Regions from separate parts of the Mus musculus genome. Here all the other regions are linked to region 1. Evidence: chromatin contacts called from public promoter capture Hi-C data. All regions are on one chromosome and are shown on one strand. Each heading gives the region's core, a stretch centred on a gene start, on an enhancer-like site or on the middle of the called end of the contact. The rest is flanking DNA. Distances are from core to core; before and after follow the strand shown. Region 1 holds the start of Slc4a8 (solute carrier family 4 (anion exchanger), member 8). Region 2 holds the start of Arf3 (ADP-ribosylation factor 3). Region 3 holds the start of Wnt1 (wingless-type MMTV integration site family, member 1). Region 4 holds the start of Calcoco1 (calcium binding and coiled coil domain 1). Region 5 holds the start of Atf7 (activating transcription factor 7). Region 6 holds the start of Sp1 (trans-acting transcription factor 1). Region 7 holds the start of Spats2 (spermatogenesis associated, serine-rich 2).

The links. Promoter capture Hi-C pulls out the DNA fragments that hold promoters and counts their contacts.
Region 2: a promoter capture Hi-C map of liver shows a contact between it and region 1, with 5 times the contacts expected there. The contact joins the promoter of Arf3 here to the promoter of Slc4a8 in region 1. A contact is called at or near these places in 3 of 39 promoter capture datasets (liver and pre-B cells).
Region 3: a contact with region 1 is called in a promoter capture Hi-C map of liver, with 7 times the contacts expected there. The contact joins the promoter of Wnt1 here to the promoter of Slc4a8 in region 1. A contact is called at or near these places in 4 of 39 promoter capture datasets (hippocampal neurons, liver and pre-B cells).
Region 4: a promoter capture Hi-C map of pre-B cells shows a contact between it and region 1, with 4 times the contacts expected there. The contact joins the promoter of Calcoco1 here to the promoter of Slc4a8 in region 1. A contact is called at or near these places in 2 of 39 promoter capture datasets (liver and pre-B cells).
Region 5: a promoter capture Hi-C map of pre-B cells shows a contact between it and region 1, with 5 times the contacts expected there. The contact joins the promoter of Atf7 here to the promoter of Slc4a8 in region 1. A contact is called at or near these places in 4 of 39 promoter capture datasets (fetal liver, liver and pre-B cells).
Region 6: a contact with region 1 is called in a promoter capture Hi-C map of pre-B cells, with 5 times the contacts expected there. The contact joins the promoter of Sp1 here to the promoter of Slc4a8 in region 1. A contact is called at or near these places in 4 of 39 promoter capture datasets (3T3-L1-derived adipocytes, the HPC-7 cell line, hippocampal neurons and 1 more).
Region 7: a promoter capture Hi-C map of hippocampal neurons shows a contact between it and region 1, with 6 times the contacts expected there. The contact joins the promoter of Spats2 here to the promoter of Slc4a8 in region 1. A contact is called at or near these places in 2 of 39 promoter capture datasets (hippocampal neurons and liver).

What each region holds. Positions count from the first base shown.
Region 1 is chr15:100,760,015-100,763,612 of GRCm38.p6, forward strand. It overlaps Slc4a8 (solute carrier family 4 (anion exchanger), member 8), which reads left to right and starts at 1,733. Exons shown (of 25, transcript NM_021530.2): 1 at 1,733-1,960. The coding sequence starts at 1,916. Gm52175 (a long non-coding RNA gene) reads right to left here. Exons shown (of 3, transcript XR_003951485.1): 3 at 2,675-2,912.
Region 2 is chr15:98,761,057-98,764,654 of GRCm38.p6, forward strand. It overlaps Arf3 (ADP-ribosylation factor 3), which reads right to left and starts at 2,062. Exons shown (of 5, transcript NM_007478.3): 1 at 1,924-2,062. It overlaps LOC115488470, which reads right to left and starts at 990. Exons shown (of 1, transcript XM_030248862.1): 1 at 1-990. The coding sequence starts at 856. The coding sequence ends at 392.
Region 3 is chr15:98,788,123-98,791,720 of GRCm38.p6, forward strand. It overlaps Wnt1 (wingless-type MMTV integration site family, member 1), which reads left to right and starts at 1,735. Exons shown (of 4, transcript NM_021279.4): 1 at 1,735-2,170; 2 at 2,742-2,995; 3 at 3,570-3,598. The coding sequence starts at 2,067.
Region 4 is chr15:102,720,601-102,724,198 of GRCm38.p6, forward strand. Calcoco1 (calcium binding and coiled coil domain 1) reads right to left here and starts at 1,578. Exons shown (of 15, transcript NM_026192.3): 1 at 1,447-1,578.
Region 5 is chr15:102,623,724-102,627,321 of GRCm38.p6, forward strand. It overlaps Atf7 (activating transcription factor 7), which reads right to left and starts at 1,741. Exons shown (of 12, transcript NM_001310067.1): 1 at 1,639-1,741.
Region 6 is chr15:102,404,725-102,408,322 of GRCm38.p6, forward strand. Sp1 (trans-acting transcription factor 1) reads left to right here and starts at 1,592. Exons shown (of 6, transcript NM_013672.2): 1 at 1,592-1,698; 2 at 3,048-3,208; 3 at 3,492-3,598. The coding sequence starts at 1,692.
Region 7 is chr15:99,125,161-99,128,758 of GRCm38.p6, forward strand. It overlaps Spats2 (spermatogenesis associated, serine-rich 2), which reads left to right and starts at 1,685. Exons shown (of 13, transcript NM_139140.1): 1 at 1,685-1,727.

The DNA.
Region 1 (3,598 bases), core at 483-2,982:
CTTATTTAAAAAATGATGTGCATGCATGCACATGCGTGTGTGAGTGTGTACATGTGCACATTTATGTGTGTACTCATGTATAAGTATGCATGTGGAGGCCAGAGTTTGATGGCAGACACCTTCCTCAATAGCTCTCCACTATTGTTGTTGTTGTTGTTGTTGTTGTTGTTGTTGTTGTGTTGTTTCAAGACAGGGTTTCTCTGTGTAGCCCTGGCTGTCCTGGAACTCACTTTGTAGACCAGGCTGCCTCAAACTCAGAAACCCGCCTGTCTCTGCCTCCCAAGTGCTGGGATTAAAGGTGTGTGCCACCACTGCGAGGCTATTTTTTTTTTTTTCTAATGTGCATTGGTGTTCTGCCTGCATCTATGTCTGTGTGCTACATTTATTTCTTGCACCTGAGGAGCTCAGAAGAGATGAAAAAATTCCCTGGGACTGGCATTCTGGATGGTTATGAGCCTCCATGGAGGACCCGGAACCCAACCCAGGTCCTCTAGAACAGCAACAAGTTCCCTTAGCTGCTGAGCTGTCTCTCCAGCACTCTCTGACAGAATCTCCCACCAAGTCTGCAGCTCATCATGGATTGGTTGAGACTGAGGCTGGCTGGCAAGCTCCGGGGACTCTGCCGTCTCTACCTTCCCCAGCACTGAGATCACAAGCTTTTGCCTCCAGACCCAGTTTTCCTAGGTGCTGCGGATTGAACTCTGCTCCTCACACTTATATGGTAAGAACTTTTTAGACCGAGCCATTTCCCCAGCTCCAGAGACATTAAGGCCCAATCTTGTTTCTTATTTTGATTACAGTGTGTACTGATGATATGTGGAGATTGAAAAAAAATATTTTTGTGTGAGATAAGGTCTAACCAGGAAGTCTAGGCAGGCTTGAACTTGCTGCTATCCTGCCTCAGCCTCCTGAGGGCTAGATGAGCCTGCACCACCATAAGGGTTGAACTTTGACATGTACTGGGTCATGCTCCTTTCTGCAGTTTTGGCAGAGGCTGAGATTGATTGCCACGATCCCTTTCCCCTCAATGGCTTGGACTCACCTCCACTCTCAGGAGACAGAAGACAAAGGCCCCTTTCTTTCTCTCAAGCTACGGATGGTTAACCTACTCTGTTTCCTTTTAAACTCAGATCAAGTCGAATGCCTTACTCCTCACTTTCCAACCTCGCCTCAGATCGGTTAGTTCCGCTGCTGAACAATAATTCGTCTTACAGTATGTCTTTTGGACACGTTGAAATCACCCTCAGCTCAACCCCCACTGTCTGCTGTCAGTCTTAGACTGGGGAGACCCGAGTCTCAGCCTCTTTGACTGCTTCCTGTCTGCTGCTCTCTAACGCTCTTCAATCTGGCCACTAACTCAAGGGTTAAAAGTAATTTTAGAAGGCTCTCTCTTCTCATTACTTCCTCCTGCCATCTTGGTTTCGGAGGGAAATTTTCTATTAATTTAAAACCCATCTTCCGAGGAATAAAATCAGAACAGGTAAACCTGACACTTTCCCAAGAGTCAGGTGCAGCTGCAAACAGAGGCAGGGATTTTCAGTTCCTAGCAAGCAGTAGGAAGGACCTCGGAGCCCGGAGGCCCCCTAAGGGGGGAGGCGGTTTCTAAGGCAACCGGCGCGGGGAGGGGGTTGGCTCTCTGGCGCCCTCCTCCCTTCTTCCTGGTAGCCCAGGGTACCGCCGGACAGCGTCCTCCCGTGCTCCGCGCGCTGATTGGCTGCTCGGGGCGCCCTCTGATTGGCTGCTGCGGGCGCCTCGCGGGCTGATGGCTATGAAGGTGGCGCCGGTTGATGGTTGACCGATCCTTGGATCCAGGGTAGGGGTCGCTGCGCGTGCGATCGTCTCACACTGGACTACAGGGCGCGGACTGCTGCAGCTCAACCTGGAACCTACCGGCGAGACCAGGCTCCGCCCGGCCATGCCCGCCGGGAGCAACGAGCCGGACGGCGTCCTCAGCTATCAGGTGGGCCCCGCCTCCCGCTCCTCCCCGGCTCAGCCTCGGTGTTCTGCCCACCGCCCCGCTCCTGCCCCAGCCGGGGTTCCAGGCGTGTCCCCGAGGGCAGGGGGGAGGCCCGCACGGGACGCCAGGGGGCGCTCCGGGTGGCCGGGGAGGGTGACCTTGGGCCGAGCCCGGAGCCGCCGGCACTGCAGCATCCCCTGCGTCGCCGGCTGCCCGGTGTCCCGGAGCAGTGACCTCTGTCCGCGGGTCCCGGTTGGCGGCCCACACCGGCTTCTGGCCTTGCCTAGTTATGCTGTAGGTGGACGAGAGGGAATCCAGGGACCTTGCGCGGGTCTTTGTGTTTTGACTCTGTTTCCTCAGTGACTCAGAGGAAACCTTGCAAAGACCGGGAGGCTGGGAACAGCCCTGAGAATGTAGCCGGCTTTGTGGATCCCTCCGTGCTGCCCAGACAGCTGACAAGTTCTGGGTATGGATGCACATGAACCAGGGGAGCCGTGAGGTGTCAACAGCGCCGACACCACCAGCCTTACCTAGAACAACAGGGGCGGCTAATGTTAGGAAGCATTGGACTAGGTGTGAAGGGTCAGTGGGTACAGGTTCCAACCTGCTTCTCATAGGCTTCGCGATCTGAGTAAGCTACCTGTCTCTTGGAACCTCGGTTTCCCCATCTATTAAAATGGAAATATGTGTACGGTTTACTTCACAAGGCTGTTTTAAGGACTCCGTGAAACACAGTTTATTGTGTGATATCCAGTGAGTAGTAGCTTTTTGAATTCTCACACCGGCTTTCTTGTGAAACCCGATCAGGTGTGGTTACTGCTGTGCCAAGAGGGTTTGAAGGAGGGAAGGGAGCTGAGCCGGAGACTAGTACCGAAGCAGGAAGGGTGGCGGGTCTTGGAAGCAAATGCCATGTTGACATCAGGAGTGGGTTCTGGGAGGAGGCATGGAGAACTTCCTGCATGTGGTGAATGAAGTGGGCATGACACACCCTGCCCCTCTTCCCGGCAAGTAGCCTTTGCTTGCCAGTCACAAAAATAGATCTAAGATCTTGGAAAACCTTTCCCCATCTGATCTTATGACATGCTATGTTATAGTCAACCTTTGTTTGGGAGACAGTGAGCAAAAATAGGCCATGCTCTTGCCTCTTCCAGCTGGTAGAAAAGGAGAATTAGCGTTTTTGTTTGTTTGGTTGGTTGGTTTTTTTGCCTTTGGCGGTTCTGGGGATGGACTGCCTTCTACTTGCTATGCAAAGGCTCTACCACTGAGCCATACCCTGGCTAGAAGTAAGAATTGTGTGTGGATGCCTGTGTGTGTGTGTGTGTGTGTGCCCGAGCACTCATGTGGTGGCTGGCCAGAGTTTGATATCTGGTATTCACCTTATTTATTCATACATGTTCTTACACTGAACATCAGCTGGCCATGAGCCCTTGGGATCAGCCTATGGTGAGGTCCTCTCACCCGCCCCGAATGCTGGTATGCTTTAACACGGGTCCTGGGAGTCTGGATTCAGGTCTTCATGCCAGAACAAACACTCTACCTTCCCTGCTTCCCAAAGTCAACCAAACAAAACACTGTAGTCCTAGTCCTCCTGAGGCAGGAGGATTGTGTGTTTGAGGTCAGCATAGACTACATCATGAGACC
Region 2 (3,598 bases), core at 812-3,311, 2.0 Mb before region 1:
GGCAGGAGGTGAGCCTGGCCCCATCTTGTCTGTCTCTACAACCCAGCTTCAATCACTGCGGCATCCCGCCTCTAAGCACACCGTTAGCCAAAGCACTGGTGTGCTCTGACTCACAGGCCTCTTGGTATCTACTTCCAAAGCTATGTGAGGAAGCAGATCCCAGTTTCTGTCAGCCACAGCCTCAACTTTAACAACCCTGGCTTTAAAGAAGTTTCTCCTTCTCATCAGTAGAGAACTCCTTCCCCTCGCTGCACTACCTCTTCCTTAAGCAGTAGCTAGAAACCTTGCGCAGTTCTATGCATTGCTATCCCGTGTTCTTACAAAAGCAAGATTCAAATCCAGCCTGTCTCAAAAAAGGAAGTAAGGGTCTGCCTCGGTTCCCAGGTCAACCTCAGCACTCCAGAGACAGCGGCAGGCAGCTGGTAGGTTGAGGCGAGCAAGGGCACTGCATCTCAAACAAACAAAGGAGTAAGGGAGGGGGAAAGGAAGGAGAGAAAGAAGGAAAACTGTGCAGGAGTGACTGTGTGACACCTGGGAGCCCTTTCCAGCTGCCTCCAAGGTCAGTGACTCCTTGTGTGAAAAGCTGAATGTAAGTGGATGGGCCTTTCTTAAAACGGCCTTTAACAATGTACTCAAGCGCAGGTCCAACATGCCAAAGGCCAACCCAATGGCCACTGCAGCACACAGTGGGGATACTATCCCCAAACAGGTCTAAGACAAAATGGCAGCAAAGACAGTTCCCTATCCCCCTGCCTGGGGTCACAGATGGAGGTATGCAGAGACTAGATTCTATCCTGTTGCAATGACTCAAGCAATCAGACTCCTGCAGCAGATCTCCTCCCAATAAAACTTTCATGCCATGGACCCAAGGGTGACCCAATGCAACAGTGGCAGAGACGGGTTTTACATTACCCGTCTCCCTAATGACCTCACTATTTTCTTCTTAGTCCTGACCACATACATAACCCTCCACTACATTCTTCCTGGCCCAGAGACCCTCTCCCCCCCCCCCAAAAAAAAAAACAAGTCTCTCCAAAGAGTTACGACTTAACTAAAGGACCCTGAGGTTTTAACAGGGAACTTCACCTCCCCACCTCCCCCTCCTTCCTTCAAAAAGGACTGGCATGCTAAGCAAAGGCTTCATTTTCTGTTCCGGGAATCCTGGTACTTCCTAGAGAAAGAAAGCGGATTGGAAGACACAAACTCAGGGCCAGTGACAAGCTGCTCCCTCCTTCGGTGACACCGCCCCCGCTCCGCCTGGGGGAGGAAGGCCCCACCTCTCTCCTCCGAGCTAGCTCAGGTCCCCCTCCCCCGTCTCCAGCCTCCTCTCCACCCTCTCCCCACCTGCTGCCCTCTTCCCAACACCCCAGAGCAGAGCGCCACCTCCGTGAGGACCGTGCGCAGCCAGCCGAGCCCCACCAGTAGGCCCTGATACTAAGCCCCGGCCCCCCACGCCTCGCGCTGGGTGAGGGAGGAGAATAACCACGGCACGGCACGGCTTTTCTTTGGTTCCCCCACAGCTCGGGCGGGGGAGGGAGAGAGAAAAGGCAGCGTTCCTCGCAGCCCTTTAAACCCAAGGAAAAGAGAGCCAAACAGCCACACCGCCCCCGCGTCCCCCTCCCACAGGTCAGCCTGCCTCCCCCTCGTCCCCAACCCTCCCAAGCTCACCTCTGCAGCCCAGGTCGCACCCTCGGGGGAGGCGGAGGACAAATCCGTGTGCGCCCCCCGCCCCCACCCCAGCTCGGCGTCCTTCGGCTGCGGGGACAGGAGTGGGGCTGGGGTCCCCAAGCTCAGCGAGGATCACCCCCCACACCAGCACCTCGCCCAGACGGTGCGAGCCGGACCGCGGCCGGGGGCCTCGGGCTCCCACCCGGACCCAGCCTCTTCCCTGCCCGGACCCGCCTTCCCTCCCCAGCTCCGAACCTGTTCCTGCTCCCTGCGCCGCGGCTGCCACCGCCGCCTCCGCCCCCGCAGGTTCCGCCCGGCTCTCCGGCCGCTGCCTCCCGCTCCGCAAGCCGACCCGACCGCGGTGAAGATGGTCCGCTGGCCCGCTCCCCGGCTCCCTCCTGCCCGCCCTCCACCTAGCACCGGAAGCCGCGACGGCGACAGGAGCTGTGCGGCGAACACCCACCCCCAGCCCGGGCTACTTCCCACCTCCACGATCGCGCGAGAAGTGCGCGGTAGCGAGCGGCAGTTCTCGCGAGACCCATCACCATGGCAGCGGCTGCAGCAAAAGCAGCCGGTGCTGAAGCTGAGCCTAGGCGGGGGCCTGTGTGGGGGCTGGAGGATCGGAAGGCACGGCGTGTAGAGGGGGCTGTGGGCACTGAGGTGAGGCTCCCGAGCAGAGCGAGCTCCGGGACCTTGCCACATCCTGGCTGCGCTGGCCACAGGGCTCGGACCAGGGAGTCTCCGGGGTTTCTTAAGCAGAGCCCATGTGGAGCATGGAGGATGAAAACGGTTGCTGTATCCTGCTCTAGTCCAGTCTTATTCCAAATAAACAGCGCATCACTCGCACCCCACCTGCTAATCCGCTCTGCTCCCTAGTTCCTAAGGATGCTTTCTCTGAGATCCTTTCCCATAAAGGAAGAGGAGAAAGAACGATGCATTCCAGATACTAGAGGAAACATCTGGATGGGGTCGTCTAGGAGGTTGAGGCTGAAAGGCAGAGGGCAGAAACTCAGAGGCGGCTCTCATGAAGTCTCTCTAGATGAGTCTGGATTTTAGTATCCCCAGGAAAGCGCACCCAGGACCCCGCCTTCCTTCCCTGACACTCATCTTTTGACATGATGGAGACACTGCCTGAGACTCTAGCCACAAGCTATGTTAGAATCTGAGCTAGAAGGGTCCTCGCCAGAAACGGGTGCTCTTACCCACTGAGCCATCTCACCAGCCCCCACTGCGTTCTTTAAATGCATCAAGTATAAGAGCTTGGTGCAGCGTTATAACTCTTCTCTCCCTCCAAAACATAGGCTGGGAACAGAATCTATCTCTTGTCACATCTGTCTCTGGTTTATACCTTTATACCAGTTTGTCTTCTCTTGTTTACCTCAAAAATTACAGGACTGGCTGGGGGCGGTGGTGGCACAAGCTTTTAATCCCAGCACTGGAGACTAGGGTGCAGAGGCAGGTGGATGTCTGTGAGTTAAAGGTCAGTCTGATTTACAGAGCAGGCTCCAGAACAGCCAGAGATGGTTAACGAAGAGATGGACAGCAAGGAACTTGCTTATAACGAAGAGAATTATATTTGTCCCCACTCAGGACTCAATGCTGTTGAGAGCCTTTGTTAAGCTCTGGTTTTTGCTCGTTTTTCCCTCCATTTATTAACTCTGTGTGTGTGTGCTTGTATGAGAGATTGCGGGTGCACTTGTGCTCTAGCAAGATGTGGAGGTTAGAGAGGACACCTTTTGGGAGTCGCTGTTCTTGACTTTTTTCCCTCGTTGGGCCAGGATCTCTGGTTTCTGCTGCTGCAGTGCACACTCTAGGCTAGCTCTGTGTGATTCTCCTGGCATCATCCCCCATCTTACTTTAGGAATGCTTTCATTACACCACAGGCATTCAGCTTTAAAATATATATATTTGTTATTGTTGTGTTTGAGAC
Region 3 (3,598 bases), core at 485-2,984, 2.0 Mb before region 1:
ACCAGGCTGGCAGTGCCCTCTGCATCCCACATTGGGAACAGCAGCCTGATACTCCAAGGCTGCCATGACCCTGAAGATCACTGGAATCAGGAGGAAAGTAGAATCCACAATGGAAGAGTTAAGGCTCTTGGGTAAGAGTGGGAGAAAATGGGGGTGGGGGGTGGGGACACTGCAGAAACCTGGGAGAAAAAAAATCCAACTAAAATCAGGAAACACATGGAGGCACAAATTTGCTAATCTTTCTTTAAAAAACTGTTTCAGGAGATTTATTTTATGTATGTATGTATGTATGTATGTATGTATGTATGTATGTATGTATACGTGCACCTGTGTGTGCTTGGTGTCAGTGGGGCTCAGACATCACCTGATTCCCTGGAACTGGAGTTACAGGTGGCTATAAGCCACCACTTGGGTGCTGAGAACAGAGTCCGGGGCCTCTGGCAGAGCAGTCAGTGCTTTTAGCCACTGAGCCATCTCTCATTCCCCCCAATTATGTTCATCTTGAGTTGGGCAGGTACGGTGGCGGAATAGGCCTGTAATCCCAGCAGTCACTGGACCATCATGGGTTCTACATATTAAACCTTTATGTTAGGTAGGGTCACACAGCAAGATCCGGTCACAAAACCAGCAACAACAAAACCAAAAGGAGCCAGCTTCTTCCCACAAGCATTCTTTCCCTCAGGTCTTCAGCTCCATCTGACAGCTACTCGGCTGGTGGTCCTATCCTTTCTGAGCCTAGTTGCCAGAGAAACAAGCCCGGTTCATCTTCATGACTAGCACATCTAATGATAAGCACAGGTTGACTCAAGGTGCCATAGGGTGACACTAGGTACCCAGAGCGACAGAATGACACCTATGAGTGCACGTCGTTAATCACAAACACACACACACACACACACACACACACACACACACACTCATGCACCCACCTGCAAACACAATTGCAGCCTTCTGGACGTCTCCTGTCACAGCCCCACCTCCTTCCTGATACACTGCGTTAAGTGGTGACTGTAACAAAATGACTTCATGCTCTCCCTGTCCTGAGCCAAATTACACAATTATTTGGAAAGGGCTCAAAATGTTCTTCGTTAGAAGTTTCTGGATACACCAATACACAGGAGCGTGCACCCTCAGAACACATGTACACTTTGACTTAATCTCACGGGTGACACACCGACGCTTACACTCCCCCTAGCCCACAGAGGCAAACTGCTGGGCGCTTCTGAGTTTCTCACTGCCACCAGCTCGGTTTGCTCAGCCTACCCCTACACCCCACGCCCGGGAATCCCTGACCACAGCTCCACCCATGCTCTGTCTCCTTCTTTTCCTTCTCTGTCCAGCCGTCGGGGTTCCTGGGTGAGGAAGTGTCTCCACGGAGTCGCTGGCTAGAACCACAACTTTCATCCTGCCATTCAGAATAGGGAAGAGAAGAGACCACAGCGTAGGGGGGACAGAGGAGACGGACTTCGAGAGGACAGCCCCACCGGCGCGTGTGGGGGAGGCAATCCAGGCTGCAAACAGGTTGTCCCCAGCGCATTGTCTCCGCGCCCCCTGGCGGATGCTGGTCCCCGACGGGCTCCGGACGCGCAGAAGAGTGAGGCCGGCGCGCGTGGGAGGCCATCCCAAGGGGAGGGGTCGGCGGCCAGTGCAGACCTGGAGGCGGGGGCCACCAGGCAGGGGGCGGGGGTGAGCCCCGACGGTTAGCCTGTCAGCTCTTTGCTCAGACCGGCAAGAGCCACAGCTTCGCTCGCCACTCATTGTCTGTGGCCCTGACCAGTGCGCCCTGGTGCTTTTAGTGCCGCCCGGGCCCGGAGGGGCAGCCTCTTCTCACTGCAGTCAGCGCCGCAACTATAAGAGGCCTATAAGAGGCGGTGCCTCCCGCAGTGGCTGCTTCAGCCCAGCAGCCAGGACAGCGAACCATGCTGCCTGCGGCCCGCCTCCAGACTTATTAGAGCCAGCCTGGGAACTCGCATCACTGCCCTCACCGCTGTGTCCAGTCCCACCGTCGCGGACAGCAACCACAGTCGTCAGAACCGCAGCACAGAACCAGCAAGGCCAGGCAGGCCATGGGGCTCTGGGCGCTGCTGCCCAGCTGGGTTTCTACTACGTTGCTACTGGCACTGACCGCTCTGCCCGCAGCCCTGGCTGCCAACAGTAGTGGCCGATGGTGGTAAGTGAGCTAGTACGGGGTCCGCCACTTGTCCTGGGGCAAAGAGCCAGGCACGGGCCTTACCCAGCTCCCACGCTGTGGGGATCACCAACCTACAGACCCCCCTCGTGCATTGTGACTTCACATCCAGGGTGCTCACACCTAGAACTAGCTCTGCTGAAGTGGGGGCACATCATTGGCATGCAGAAGCCCAGATACACCAGGCTCAGAGACCATTCCCATTTAATACGACCCCGTTTCTGCTGAGCAACAGGTCCCAACCTCGCTGTGGTGGGTGCTCAGGTGTCCCTTAGGTCTTGAACCAAAAAAAAAAAAAAAAAAAAAAAAAAAACCAGATATTAGCTTTGAGGTGAGGGAGTGGAATTCCTAAGTTTTTCAAGGTGGGCAAGGCTGCAGGTGGGGTTTCTCCTCGGGGGCTGACTTGAAGAAAGGAAGAGCTAAGGTAGCCATGCCTTTTCTGTCCACTCACTAGACTCTGGAGCTCAGGGCCAGGCAAGGATAGGGTGGTACAGCCTGTATGGTTAGGATGCAGGTCCCCTCCCCTGGACTGAACCCTTATGCATCCCGCCAGGGGCATCGTGAACATAGCCTCCTCCACGAACCTGTTGACGGATTCCAAGAGTCTGCAGCTGGTGCTCGAGCCCAGTCTGCAGCTGCTGAGCCGCAAGCAGCGGCGACTGATCCGACAGAACCCGGGGATCCTGCACAGCGTGAGTGGAGGGCTCCAGAGCGCTGTGCGAGAGTGCAAATGGCAATTCCGAAACCGCCGCTGGAACTGCCCCACTGCTCCGGGGCCCCACCTCTTCGGCAAGATCGTCAACCGAGGTGGGTGCCCAGGAAAGCGACGCTTCCGGGATTAAGGGAAAAGCAGGGTCATCTCCAGGGCATAGGCGGGCGAAGGCAGGGAAGACATCCCAGGGTTATATGTGATCAAACTGAGAATCGCCTGGTGCCGGCAGTTACCGTAGGTCAGCACCAGATTCTTTCTAGCCTTGCGTTGTGAGCATGATCTTTAACGTTGCTGAGCCACTGGCCCACAGAAAGGGAATTCCGGATCGTGGGCGCTGGGCGACAGCTGTTTTTCCCTAGCCTTCCTCAAAGGTACCTGGGAAGCTGATCTCTGAGGGCTAGCTAGGGTTGTGCTTCGCACCCAGCAAAGTTTGCACTGCCAATACTAGTAGCGATCTTGGCTATGCAGATTTGTTCTACTTGGGAATCTCCCCTTGGAGCTGCTCTGCTAAGGCTCTGGAGTCTCAGTAAAGCTTAGAGAGGAGGGCATTCCATGCTTCGCACACATGACTCCAAGGATGTTGGACTGTAGGGTACCAAGTCTTCCAAACAGGGTGCTGAGTTGGCCCCACGCCTTCTCTCAACTGATGCGGGGTCGCTTCACCCACAGGCTGCCGAGAAACAGCGTTCATCTTCGCA
Region 4 (3,598 bases), core at 328-2,827, 2.0 Mb after region 1:
ATCAACGAGAAACATTCTCCCCCCCCCCACCCCCATCTTGACGGGAGCAGAGCTAGAAAGCTAATGATTTGTTTGGGTGTTAGCCCAGCTCCAGTACCCTATACCCATTTTCTTGTTGGCTCCTCTTAGCCTCAATTCTAAGAGTCCAAATCTTGACATATGTTTGGGTTAATGGCAGGAGATAAGCAGATAAAATGGAGTTAGCTAGGGAGAACTAATTGGAAAATAGATAATAATAATAATAATAGCAACAACAACAATCAAGAGTTCAGGGGGTAGAATAGTTGGGTGGGTAGAGGTGCTTGCCACCAACTCAAGGTTGGGAGAAGAGAACTGATATCCCCAAGCTGTGCTCAGACTTCTGTACACCTATCTTCACACAGACACAGACAGACAGACACACACACACAGAAGTAAAAAAAAAAAAGTTAAAACAGAGTAGTACTCAGAGATGAATAAGAACAAAGTATGGATGGTGTACATGTTTGAAATGAAACTCACTGTATATTAACTTAAAAAAAAAATACACCTCAGTCCAGAGCGGGGAGGCAGCCCTTTTCTCTAGCCCACACATCTGCTTCCTGTGTCAGGTGCAGCTGATGTGTCCAATCAGACATCACCACTAGTCATATGCACACCCCCAAACATCACAAACCCACACCAGGCTGAGACAGTGGGGGAGGAACTTTAAAAGAAATTAAACACTCCATGGAGAAGGAAAGGTGGGCCAGCAATGCAATAGGAAACAGTTTCTTTGTCGGCTTTTTTTTTTTCATCTATGAAAAATCTCTCATTACAGCTACTCCGTGTTTTCTTCAATATAAGTCTTCTTAGGTTAGAGTGAGATCTGTCTCTAAAGTTCTACCCGTTGAGAACCCCAAACCCCTCCTTTCCCACAAAGACAATCTGTAACAGCTGCAGATATTCTTCAGAACTGAAAGTGTATGTGGTCAGATGCTGATGTTCAAATGCATTCTCTCTCTCTCTCCCTCTCTGTGTGTGCGTGTGTGTGTGTGTCCCCTCTCCACTGTAGGGCTCTCAGCGTTTTGGCGTTCCACAAGTTGGAAGTTTTCCCCTCAGGGATTCAGCGTAGTAAAGGCCTTTGGATCTTTGGATTTGGGTAAGAGAGAGAAGGTCTGTGAGGGCAAAGACTTGCCTGGAAAAGATTAAGCAAATATTTCAGTCCCTTCAAGCTTCCATAATCGGATCGAGCTTTACTGAGGAGGCCCCGCAAGAAAGTGAGGACAATGCGGGCTACTCCTCAAGGCCCCCCTTGAAACCAACAAAACCGAAACGTGGGGGAGGCTTCCTTAGTGCGTAAAGTATTAAAACCTAAACGCTCCTACCGTCCTCTTCTACAGTTCTCTCGGATTAGCCTTTCGCAGGCTGAGAAGCGGGCTGACCACCCCCGCGTAAGCCCACCCTCAGTTAGGCCAAGTTTCTTACCCCACGGACGGATCAGCTGTTCCCCTCACCTTTCACCAACAACAAAAACAGCACTCCGACTATAGGAGGGGAGGGGAAGAGTGACGCGAGAGCTTCTGGGGCTTGTGGTTCTTCTATGACTCGACACTGTCTACTTTTCTACCTGTGGAACTACATGTCCCAGGAGGCTGCGCGCGAGGGGCGGGGAAGAGGGCGGGGCGGTGATGGACTCAGCGTGGCATCCCGGGAGATGTAGTTCTTACTCCCGAGGCAGTTCAGGAGGGTGTGTCTTCCAAAGGACTTCACGGCCCATGATTCCTTAAGAAAGGGCAGGCTGATCTAGTGGAGGCTGCTGGTTCGTAGCATGCTTAGTGGGAGAGTTGACGGCTTTAACGCGTTCTGCACAGCTCTTTTCGGTGGGGCGGAACGCTTCCAGCACAGCCTTCTTGTTCGCTTTTACAAGATAGGCTGTAGTGTTATATCTACTTACAAAAGAAAAAACTTGTCTAAGGAATCCTCTAGGGTCAGGGCTATGAAACTGTAGAACTCTGCCAGGCCTCTCCCAAGCTACGAGCTACAGCCACCATGTTGTGGGTGGGGAAACTCACAGGGGTGGTAGTGGTTATTTATTTTTAGCTTGTTCTGACTTCAGGGTTGACAGAGCTTGTAAAAGTCTCAAAGCTTACTGTTTGGTTCCAGCTTGAGAAGATTTCCATGCCAAGGGGTCCGATAACACACACACACACACACACACACACACACACACACACACACACATACCACACCTGCACGTGCTCCCCCTGGAGTGGCTTCTGGGGCTAGGATTAGGGGACATAGCTTGAAATGGTGGCTAGGCTGTGGAATGAAAAGCATGCGGTTGAAGAGAGAGCTTGGCAGGACTGCCACAGCTCACAACAAGCTACTTAGAGAGGCTTGTTTGCCCAAGCCTTTTAACTGGCTTAAATTAATTAGAGCAACAATACAATTGTTGCTATAGGGTTGTTTTTTGTTTGTTTGTTTGTTTTGTTTTGTTTTGATAGGCGAAAGAGTCACACTGTTCCCACACCGCAGTCACTTAAGGACTTGAACCGTCCTCATCGTTGTGGGTGGCCTCCAACCCTGGAAGAGTTCAACCCCCCCCCCCTTTCTCAATATTAAAGGATTAAGTGAGATGTAATGCTACACACCTATAACCCTAGCAATTGAAGAGGCAGAGGCAGGGAGATCCTGGAGATTTCGATTCTGACTCAGGCTACACAGGAGACCCTGTCTCACAAATAAATAGTTATGCCGGAAAGACAGCTGTCCTCTCCTGGTTGGGTCCATTCTAATTATCTGTGGCAGTAGGTTCTGGCGGCGCCTCTTCTTTTACTTTTTTTTTTTTTTTGGTAGTTTTTTTTTTTTTTTTCCTTTTAAGATTGAATAGGGTATTTGATGCTGTCCTTGGGTGCCTTTCATTTGAAGATCTCCAAGCATTAAGTCACTGGGCTGCACAAACATTAAGATGACATGTCTGTGTCATTAGTCAGGATTTATGAGTTAGGGCACAAGCTGCTGGATGGGGAGATAGTTCAAGGTCCTGGGTTAGCTACGAGTGAAGCCTGTCCAAAGACTCAAGTCTCAAATGTTTATTTTGTCTGCATTCAGAATGAAAGCTTGTAAAAATCTCAGTCTCAAATAGAGCTAAGGTAATAACAACTTCCATGTTTGGGATGCTTACAGCGTTTTTAAACAGCCATAACGTATGCCCTATTATCATCCCCATTTTACGTGTAATGAGAGCAACACTCAGACAGCTGAGTAATTCGTGAGGTTAATCCAGCTAAGTGGCAGAATCAGGGTTCAAGTTCCAGTAGTCAGCACTGTATTAATGTGGCTTTAAATTCTGTTGTTGTAAGAAGCAGTGTTAGTCAGGGGATAAATATTCACTGAGCTCTTATGTGCTCAGTGAAGGCACGTGGCAACGGGAAGCCCCATCATTCAACAAGTATGTGTTAGTGTTATGCCGGATGTTCCATATGTCTCACTAAAAGGGTAAATACAGATACTGAAGGATATATTTGATTGGGTTAGTTTGTCAAGATGGGGATGGGGTGGGGGCTGGAGAGATGGCTCAGCAGGTTTTTTTGGGGGGGTGGGGTGGGTTCAAGACAGGGTTTCTCTGTATCGCCCT
Region 5 (3,598 bases), core at 491-2,990, 1.9 Mb after region 1:
ACACACACAAGGGCTAAAGACTGTAGCTCACATGGCAGAGTTCTTACCTACCATGTATAAGACCCTGAGAACCCTAGTACTACATAAACTGGATATGGTGGTACACACCTATTATCCCAGCACTTGGGAGGTGGGTGGAGGATCATGGTCACCCTCAGTTATCTCAGTCTGAGGTGTACTTGGGCTATATGAAACACTGCCCCAATTAATAAACAAGAAAATATACAAGATAATTAAGATTAAGTTCAATCATCCATTAAATAACTCTTAATGAACGAAAGGGAAAATTCACATTTAAGGAAACAAAATTTATTTGTTAGTGTTTAGAGTACCTATAGTTTCTTCAGAAATTATACTGCTGAAAAAATTTTAAACATAGGAAACAAATGAGTTTGCTGAAATTAAAAAAAAAAAAAAACCTGCACATCTCCACAAACCTATACTTCATATGAACCCTGAGAGATATTAAAACACCCTCTGCTAAGCAGAAAACAAAGTTAGGAAAGTAGTAACACGGGAATCTGGGTAGGAGGTGCCCTGGGTAGTAAACACCCCAGTGAGTGCACATAATAAGCATTTCAGAGCAACATAGAAGTCCCAACGGGTCTCCAACTTGGACTGCGAAGTCCCAGGCCCACATCCCTGTGTTCTGAAAGAAATGAAACTTGGAAAGTGGAACACTGGAAAAATGACAATCAGAGTAGCGCCCTACTTTTCTTCTTCTCAACCCCCGGGCCAGCATTTTGGCTGGCTGGTCACCAGTCTGGGTGCCATATCCACCAAAAAACACTAAGCAGTATCCTGGCGGTCTCCCGACTGAAGAAAGAACCAGACTGTATGTCAGTCGCTGTCTCTTCTCCAAATATCCCCCCTTACCCTCTGGATTTCCATATTATCACCGAAGCGATGCCTTCTAGCAACCCAACCCACTCACATGTCCTCCTAAACTCATCCACTTAATCTGTCCAGATCCATACTTTCTGACACCGTGTCTCTTGCTCAGATTCTTCTGAATTCAATCGAAACGCCAGGACCCCCGTTTCCCAATGCTCCACTTCGACCACACAACGCGTGCTTTCACCTGAGCCAGGCTCTCGTCACCCAAACCTACCTCCTGCCTATTTACCTCTGCCTTCTGCAGTGCCAAGCCCTAAACCCACTTTTTGGGAAATCTTTTGAGTCTTCAACCTAGTTTAGCAGTCCTCCTCTATCTTCCACTCCAAGATCCCTCCATTAGACTTCCACTAGACTTCGCTTCCCTCAGGATTCAACCCCCCTTTCCTCGCCACGCCCTGTGCCCCCCGGGGCTACTTACCCCAAGTTCTCCCCACACTTCAGTCCTCTGGCCCCGCCTTCCTCCAAAAGGAAGGAGGCGGGAGAAGAGAAGAGGGCGGCACTCCGCAAGGTAAAGGCGATCTCCCATTAGCGCTCATGGCCGCCAATTGTGGCTTCCTTCTCTCCTATTGGTTGTCTTTAGCCTACGCCCCACCCTCTTCCTCAGACAGGCCTGGCCACCGCCTCAGCGCCCCCGTCCAACAGACTGGGAGGGGAGACCCCGGCCCGGGACGCTGGGACTGGCCAGAGTAGAAGGAGAGACTCCTGTCAGGCCACGGACTAGCTAATGTTAACAGGACTCACCCGCTGGTAGCTCCGGCGCCTCCCGCCCGCCCGCGCTCGGTCCCACAATCTGTCTCCTGCTCCTCCTTTCCCCCCTCAGCGGAGCAGATACTTTCCTCCCGTCCGGCCAGGCGTGTTCACTTCTCGCGAGAAGTGGGGGCGAGGGCGCGACTCGTGGGGCTGAGTTGGACCAGGGCCTAGGGGCGGGGCTTGCTGTGAGCGTGGCTTGAGTGGAAGGTTGGGCGAGCGCTGTACACACGACTCGCACGTGTTCGGCTGCAAAGTGTGGGCAGCGCGGGGAGAGCGGCCCTGGCGTCTAACGCTGCCGATCTGTCTGTAGCTGTGGAGGTCCGAAGGTGAAGCAAAGGCAGGGAGGGACTGAGAGTGTCTCAGGCAGCCCTCGGATAAAGGGGAATTAAGGGAGCGGAGCCAAGAGAGGGACTTCAGTCACCAAGCTGGTCATTAGTTGTGTGGAGGAAGTTAAGCAAGAGTCGATCCGAGCAGGTGACTGCTTGCACTTTCTGCTTTACACTTGACAGCACCTCACTGGCCGAAGCCCCTGCCCGGTGTGTGCTGTGTGTGAGCTACGATGGTAGTGTGAGGAAGTACGTTCAACTCCAGCCTCACCGCGGCGGCGCCCGCCTCTAATCGCCACATGGAGGCAGGCGGATCTCTGTGAGTTCGAGGCCAGCCTGGTCTACATAGCGAATTCCAGGACAGCCAGCGCTATCCTTGTCTCAACAACCCCCCACCCCACCCCCAAAAGACCATGGATGATCACCAGTCTAGCCTTCTGGGCCAGTGGGAAATCCCGCGTTAAACAAACAATAAAAATAAGGGGGATAGCTCTGAGGAACCAAACCTGAAGTTGTCATCTGGTCTCTTGGACAACCCTCCATACCTGTGAACAACACACACACACACACTTACAGAGAGAAAGTAGGACTGTTAGTGTAGCTCAGTGTGAAGCCACAGCACAGTGATTTTTTTTTTTAAAATTTGTATATGTTACCCAGCAAGTATTTTATTGAAATACCAACAGCACATACTACGTCAAAAACAAAAGCACACACAACACTGTCCTGGTCATGTGGAAAATTTCTCTGACAGAATTTTTATTTTACGGTTGAGGGAGAGATAGGTCATAAGTCAATAATTATACTTACTTCAGAAAGTGAAGAGCTTTTCAGGGTAATGAGACCGAAAGCAACTCTAAGAGGGGAAAAACACTATTGCTAGTATTGAGAGAAGTCCTCTTGAGAAAGTTATTTATTTATTTATTTATTTATTTATTTATGAATGAGGCAGGGCTTATTTTGAAGCCAAGCTGTCCTGAAACTCATTTTCCTGTGTCAGCCTCCACCTAAGTACTTGTATTAAGTATGAGCCACTTGTCTGGCCTGAATGTATACCATCTACATACCAGATGCCTACCTGTGGAGGCAAGAAGAGGGCACCAGGTACCCTGAAACTAAAGTTACAAATGGTTGAGACCTGCAGTGTCAGTGCTGGGACTAGAAACAAGGTCTTCTGGAAGAATGGTCTGTCCTCTTTTAACTGCTGAGCCATCTCTTTAGCCTGAGGAGTTGAATTATTAAGAGACAGCCTTGAGACTTTCAGGAGAACATCAAATATAAGAGCTACATTTGAAAAACTTATCCTGAAGAAGAGGCAGGCAGGTCTCTGTGAATTTGAGACCAGTCTGTGATACACATGAACACACACAAATTATGTGGTTAAGATGGTACTTTTTGTGTTTGTGTTACTGTAAATAAAAGCTTAAGAATTGAACAGATTTAAGTAGAGTTGACAAGGGATTCCAGGGATCCCGACAGCTAACTAGTTGTGTTTTCTTCTTTATAACAGTAGCAATATTGTAGCCATAGTCTCTGCCCAGTGTGTGGCTGTATGGGGTAGGGCAGAAGAAGGGGTGAGGTGGGGTGGAGGGGTGGTAATGGGCTCTGTTCCCCCTTTGAAGCTG
Region 6 (3,598 bases), core at 342-2,841, 1.6 Mb after region 1:
CAGGTTGGCATCAAACTTAGAAGAGATCCTCCTGCCTCTGCCTCCAGAGTTGGGTCCTAAAAGTGTGTACTACCATGCCTTACATTGAGTTTGTCATAATCAGTGCTAAATGCCTATTTAACTGGGACAACCAGGTATCTCAGCTGTCACTTCACATTTCCAAGGCCATCTCCAAAGGAGCAGAGAGCCTCGGTTCCTATCTTTAAAGTGTTTCCCTTTTTTTACAGGAGCATCCAGCCCGTAAAGTAGGACACATTAAGTGATTAACTGTATTAGTTCCAAGTACTAAACGTGGTGACACCAGTCAGTGACAAAGTTTAAATGAGGAGAAAGAAGGCGAAATGGAGGCCAGAGATTGAGGTGCCTAAGGCAAAATCTTTAACCTTTGTGATTGCAAAAGGAAGTAACTAGGTTAGCGTGCTTTCTACTAAGAGGGAAAATGGAAGTAGTTTATGAGAGCTTGGCTTCACGAAGTTCCCCAGCGTGCGTTACTCTGAAAGCTGAGTTGGTTTAGCAGGTCTGGGGCAGCTTAAGAAAATGGCGCTTGCTACATCTTCCCGAAAGACTTCCATATTGGTCAGCTCAGTCGACTTGGGTTTTCGCGTGCCGTCACCAAGCTGTCGTCCCGCCCGCCGCCGCAGGGCTTCCACCCACGGCCAGGGGGAGCCGCCCGCCCATCCCGGCAGGGGTGACATTCGAGGGGTGCTGTGTAGGAGCGGGGAAGGGACAACCCGAACAGTCTCGGGCGACGCGACACTCTCGCCCTCACGCGTCTCGACTCTGACACTTGTGGAGGGCTCCACTCAAGCGCACACCCTAACGAGGGAAGGAAGCCTCCCGAGGAGGGCCAACATGGCGACCAACTCCTTTTGGCACAGCCCGGTTCCCTCCTCAGGATGGGCGGCCCTGTAACGACCATTGGCCAAAGCTAGAGGCGGTGCCATGCTGCCTTCGCTGCCTCATTGGCTTGAGTATCGGAGGAGGAAGCCTGTTCTCCTCTCCCCATTCCAAGTTCCAGCCTCCACCTTCTCCTCGGCGCGTAATTGGCTGTTCGTTCACGTCAATACGCGTCCTGTTCCGGCTCTTTTCAGTTATCGTCCAATCAGAACTTTCTTAACTGCCCGCCTGAATTCTGATTGGTTTAGGAAGCTTGCTCCTATCCCATTCCGGCCTATTTCTTACTCTTCCCCCTACACGGACTTTGCCCAGGCATGCCCAGGATTCTGGTTGGTCGTTGTCCTGTCTTTCTTACTTAAGCTCTTCCTATCCCTACCGCTCACGGAGCCCGCCTGGAGGTTGACTGGTTTCTCTGCAAGTCCATCGTCATCTCATCCCGCCCACCACCACTTCCTGAGTTTCTAATTGGTTGCTAAAACTGAGAGGGCGGCCTTTCTGGGCGGAAACCAAGTACGCAACTTGCTCTTACACGCCTCAGCGAGAGAGCGAGTCCTACCATTGGGTAGGCAGCCCGCCTTTCCTCTGCAAGGCCCTCCTTTCACCCTCCCTCATTGGGCGGGGCAGTAGATAAGGGGCGGGGATTAGGCCGGGCTTGTGGTGCGCTGCTCCCTCCTCCTTACCCCCCCCTCCCTGTCCGGTCCGGGTTCGCTTGCCTCGTCAGCGTCCGCGTTTTTCCCGGCCCCCCCCAACCCCCCCGTACAGGACCCCCTTGAGCTCGCCCCTCAGCTGCCACCATGAGCGGTAAGGATGAGTCCACTCCGAGCCTAGGGGTGGGAGGGGAGTGAGGGGGCGCGCGCGAGGACCGACCGGGCGGTCCCCGCTGTGAGGGGGGGCGGGCGGGAGGCGGCGGCGGCGGCCTTGGTCCCGCCCGGGGCGGAGGGAAGGGAGGGAGAAGGGGCAGTGGCGGGGCCTCGGAGGAGGAGGGGGATGGGCTACCCGCCCCGGGGGAGGGGGCAGCGTGGCCTCGCCCGCCCCCTGCCCGCCCCGGCCACGAGGGACGGGCCTTACCCCCCACTACCCGGCCGGCCGCCTGAGGCTCCTCCCGTCGGGGGCTGGCGCCGCGGGGGCGGCCCGACCAGTGCAGGCCCCGCCTGGGCCAACCGCCTCCCCGGTCCGCCCGCCCTCCGGTCGCAGCCTGCCCCGGGCCCTCCCCCGCACCCCCGTAAATTTCCCTTCCCCCATCCGACCCGCCCTTGCCACGCCTCTATCCCCGAAACCGCCCCTTCCTTCTTTGGACCGCCTCCTCAGCCCCAAACCTGGGTTCTAATCCCTAGACCCTTACCTGTCCTCTCAGATGTTTCCTCACCTTCTCTTAGGATTTACTCTTTCTCAGTCCCTTCCTGTTATTGTTTACACTAGATCTTTCTTCATCTCTTATAGTCCTAATTTTAGCACACTTTCCATCCACCCACATGTTGGGTCTCCTTTTCCTTCCAGGATGCATTTTTTTTTTTTTTCTTTTTTGAGATAGGTTCTATGTGGTATTCGTAGTAACTCGAAGTTACTATTGCAGCCCTCAGACTTTTAGCTGTCTAGGTGCCTCTTCCTCTTGAGTGCTGGGATTAAGAGTGCTATCAACCCTAAGGAGCAACTCTTTATTTCTGAGACACTGAAATTCCAAATTCCCTTTCTCAAAAGGGCTATTTGTATTGGGATCAGTTCTTACTCTGTAGGCCTGGAAGACCTAGAACTGGTGAACCACCTGGCTCATCCTTCCAAGTCTTGGGATTATAGGTGTGAGTCACCATGCCTAGCTTCCAAAGCAATTTTTGAGTCATTTCTGGGGTTAATTTGTGCATAGGAAAATAGTGGCCTGTCTTGGGCACCATTAAGCTATGTGTCTATGGCTTTGGCATCCCAATTTACTATGTAGCTGAGGATTTCTTTGAACTTTTGCCTCCACTTCCAAATTCTGGGATTTTAGGCTTACCACCATATTTAGACCTATCTGGCTAAGATCTTTTTAAAAACTGTTCTGTCAGTCATTGCTGACGGTCAAATCCTTAATTTTAAATCTTATGTTGTTTTTAACACACCCCCCCCTACACACACACATACACTTAATTTATTTCTTTTGTAATTATTTTTAGACCAAGATCACTCCATGGATGAAGTGACAGCTGTGGTGAAGATTGAAAAAGATGTTGGTGGCAATAATGGGGGTAGCGGCAATGGTGGCGGTGCCGCCTTTTCTCAGACTCGAAGCAGCAGCACAGGCAGTAGCAGCAGCAGTGGTGGCGGAGGAGGGCAGGTGAGTGATCAAGGATGGGGAATGTGTTGAAAGGGTATAAATATTCTTAGAAACTTCCTTAACCAAAAATTCTGGGAAGAAAAATACAGTAGGGAAGTACACTCAGAAAGATAGGTGATCTAGAGGGTCCCCAGATACGAAAGTTGGAACAGTATACAGAAAGTGAGCATTTTGTTTCTGGTTTTTGCTCTATATTCCTGCATTGTTGCTGTTTTGTCTGTTGAATACTGCCCCCTAGGCCAGCTATTGGGTGCCACTAACTCCTTTCCTCTCTTCTGGCCAGGAATCCCAGCCATCTCCTTTGGCTCTGCTGGCAGCAACCTGCAGCAGAATTGAGTCACCCAATGAGAACAGCAACAACTCCCAGGGTCCGAGTCAGTCAGGGGGCAC
Region 7 (3,598 bases), core at 435-2,934, 1.6 Mb before region 1:
TAACATTACATGAAAAAAGAACTGCGCCTAGCATGTTTAAGGTTGGGGGTGGGTGGGGAGGGGCAGCAGTGCTCTTCCAGCACGGTATAAGCCTCGGATTTCCTAGTGATCAGGAGGCTGAGGCAGGAAGTTCCAGAGTTGGAGGCCAGCAGAGAGCTACATGGCCAGATCTTGTCACAATAAACAAAAATAAAAACAGTGCACAGCAAAAAGAACAAGGATCCGATGAAGACATCTGACTTGGCAGACACATACTGTCCCATGGTCAATTATATGATCTAAGACTGGAGTGATAAAACATATGGATATACTGTGCTCTGCCTGTAGCACACATCTATAAGCACGCACTTGAGGTGGTTCTGACTATTCAAAGCCCCTTTGCTTGGCTTCAAAGGAAGTGAGAAGTAGATGGTGATGAATATTTTCAGTGATGATTTAGTCGAAAACTCAGCCTCTACCAGGCGTATCCAACCTTTTGATATTGTGACATGATTGTCTTCCACAAAGTTCACTATTTAGATTTTAAAAATAACCGCCAAAACAGGTCTCATATTTAAGTTCCTTGGCTTGAATGTGGTTGGACATGCCCTTCCTAACCTCTCTCTCCTGATCAGAACCGGTAAGACACTAACTCAAAAGATACATCAATACTAGCGATGATCTGGCTCTGGAGAGGCTGGAGATTTCGAGCCCTGATTACGAAGTTAGGTATTTAACAGAAAGATTCGACAACAGCCCTTCCTAATCACAGCCACGTAGAGGGATGCAGGAAGTGTGAGGTCGTTCGCTCGCACATCCTCTCTCCAGAACCTCTCCCATCAGGCTGGGTGGCCAGGTGGCTCTGAAATAACCTTTAGGAGCAGAAGGTAGGTCCGGAGGCGGGCAAAGTTAAAGGGAGTGAGCGGCTGAATTGTTCCCTGCTAGAGAGGGCGGACGTGCCTGCAGACCTGGAGCGAAAGGCTCTAGGATCCCATTGGGAATCTTCGGCCACCTCCGGTGAGTTTCGGCTCTTTCCGTCAGTTCCCGCTCGGCTCGTCACTTAGGGGCACGCTGGCGCCCACTCCTAGCCCGGCCGCTTTAGGTCGCCTTTCCCGCACGCGGACGCGAGTACGCGCCCTGCTCGTCTCGCCGCCGTTCCTTCCCGTTTGGCCCCTGACCCGCTCCTTCAACCCCTCAGTGAATTAATTCCCCGTCTCCCGCAACTCAGGCGCGCGAACCCCGCGCGAAGGGAGAGCGCCTGAGAGGAGCGGTAACCCGGCCGCGCGCCCCGGTCCCCTCGGCTCCGGTCTCCCGCGTGCGGCGCATCGGGGTCGCGCCGGCGCGAGCGCGCGCCCTGCGCTCCGGCTGGCGGGGGGCGCATGCACGAGTACGAGCGCGCGCGCACGCGCGGGCTCCGAGGCGGGGCGAGAGGGGCGAGCGGCGGCGCGAGTGCGGGCGGACGAGGGTCGCTGTGGATCCGCGGGCACTCCGGCCCCAGCCGCGCCTGCGAGGCTCTGCCGGCCGCCCGGCGGACGAGGGACGCGGGGAAGGCGGCGGTGGGGGCGGGGCGGCTCGGCGTCGGGCCTCGGGCGAGCTGGGGGAGGAGCGCGGCAGCGACGGCGGCGGCTCCCGAGGACGAGGGCGAGGAGGAGGCGGAGGCTCTTCTTTCCTCATCCCAGACCCGGGAGCGTCCGGAACGCAGAGCCCGGAACTGGGGGGACGCGGCGGCTGCAGGGAGCCCGGGCTAGGTAAGGCTGGGGGTGTTGGGTGAAGTGGGTGGCGGGGGCGAGAGGGGCCGGAGGTGGAGGGAGGGCTCGAGGAAGGGGAAAGAGGGAAGGGGCAGTTGTTGGGGGTTGGGGTACCGAGAGGAGGGGGACCGGGAGCCCTTTGGTTCCCGCAGTGTGGAGAGGGCCGCGGGTTTCTGGGGTTAAAGGGGCGAGCGAAGCACACGGGTCCGAGTTGGGGAGTTTCCAGAGGATAGGCCGGAGAAACAATGGAGTGAGGGGGACTCTGGCGAGAGCGTGTGTGCGGTCCTAGATTTCAGAAACTACGTGCGGGATCGGAAAGAATGAAATAATGGGTCGATTGAAATGTGAAGTACGGCGAGATGGGCATGTGTAAAGTCTTCTGCATTGTGTCAGGACGCAAGTGCCATCATGGGACTTAAAGGGTAGAAGGACAATTTCGGAATTTGAGAGGAAACCGGACTAGAAAAGGCAAAGAGAGGCAAAGAAATACGAGTTTGGTTTTGAATTAAACCAGAGCCTAGGATAGAGGTGCACTAGAGGGTCTTCGTCTCCTAATTCATCCAAGATGATTCTATTTTTTTTTTTTTTTAGGGAGTGGGTTAGTCTTGGCCCCTTGCTAAGGCATGCAAGCCCTTCTCCCAGTAATTTTATTATTATTATTTATAGTTCATTTTGTTGTAAGGCAAAACTGTAATATTTATTCTCGATCAGCTCAGCAGACTACTGTATATAATTTCTCCGTATTTATTGAAGCAAGAGAGAACACACTGCCGGCAGTACTCTACCATGAGCGAGGTCAGCGATACTGCGGAGTTGAAGATGTTTGGTTTGAAAAGTAATGAATAACTGTGATTTTTTTTTTCTTTTTAAATTTAAGTTGTCTGTCCTTTGTTGGAATTTTTGTTTCCCATTGAGAAATGTTCCGGCTTGAAAAAAAAATGTTCATAAACCTTCTAATTCTGGTTTTGTGCTTGGGGGAAGAGAGTTTCGGTTTTTTGTTTTTAGAAATTGTTCAGGGATGCTGATTCCTAGTGGTCAAACTGCCTCCACATTCTCGTATTTTTGAGTTAAGGTGGTTTGGGAGTCCTGTGAATAAGTATTTCAGGGTTATGGACTTTGCATTCCACCCCCCCCCCCAGACTCCCCCCTTGGGGGTGGTCTTAGTCTTTATCAGTAACCTAGGCTGGCTTGTGACCTATTGTGTAACCCCAGTTAGCCTTTGAAGTAAAGTTCTTTTGCCTCAGACTCCCAGCTGCTGGGATTACAGCTGTGAGGCTGGGCCTGTATCTTCTTTATACTTTAATTTCCAGGCCAAATTTGATACAGCACTGACTGGAAGATCACTGATTCTGAAGCTATTATTATCATTATGCATTCATAGATGTGTGCGTTAAGCTTTTCATTGGTGAGACGTGAAGTTTTGCTGACTCATCTAAACTAAAATTTCTGGGCAGTCATCCGTTTATAGTTTTCAGCTGTGTTTCTGATAGCGGGCAGCATTAGGCCACCTTCTAAATATCAAAAAAAATCATGACCTAAAATGTACCTTTAAAAATTCTTACTTATAGCCTGATGGTGGCCATGCATGCTTTTAATCCCAGCACTCAGGAGGCAGAAGCAGGCAGATCTCTGTGAGTTCGAGGCCAGCCTGGTTTACAAAATGAATTCCAGGACAGCCAGGGCCGTGCACAGAAATCATATCTTGGAAAACAAAAAAATAAAAATAAATGAAAAAAACCTTAAAAATTAGAAAAAAAATTCTTCTTATTTTAAATGAGGTGTGTGTCAGTGTTTTTGTGCATTCTAGTGCAGTGTCCCCAGAGGCTAGAAGAGGGGTTGGGATTCCCTGGAACTGGAGATGAGTCTCCTGA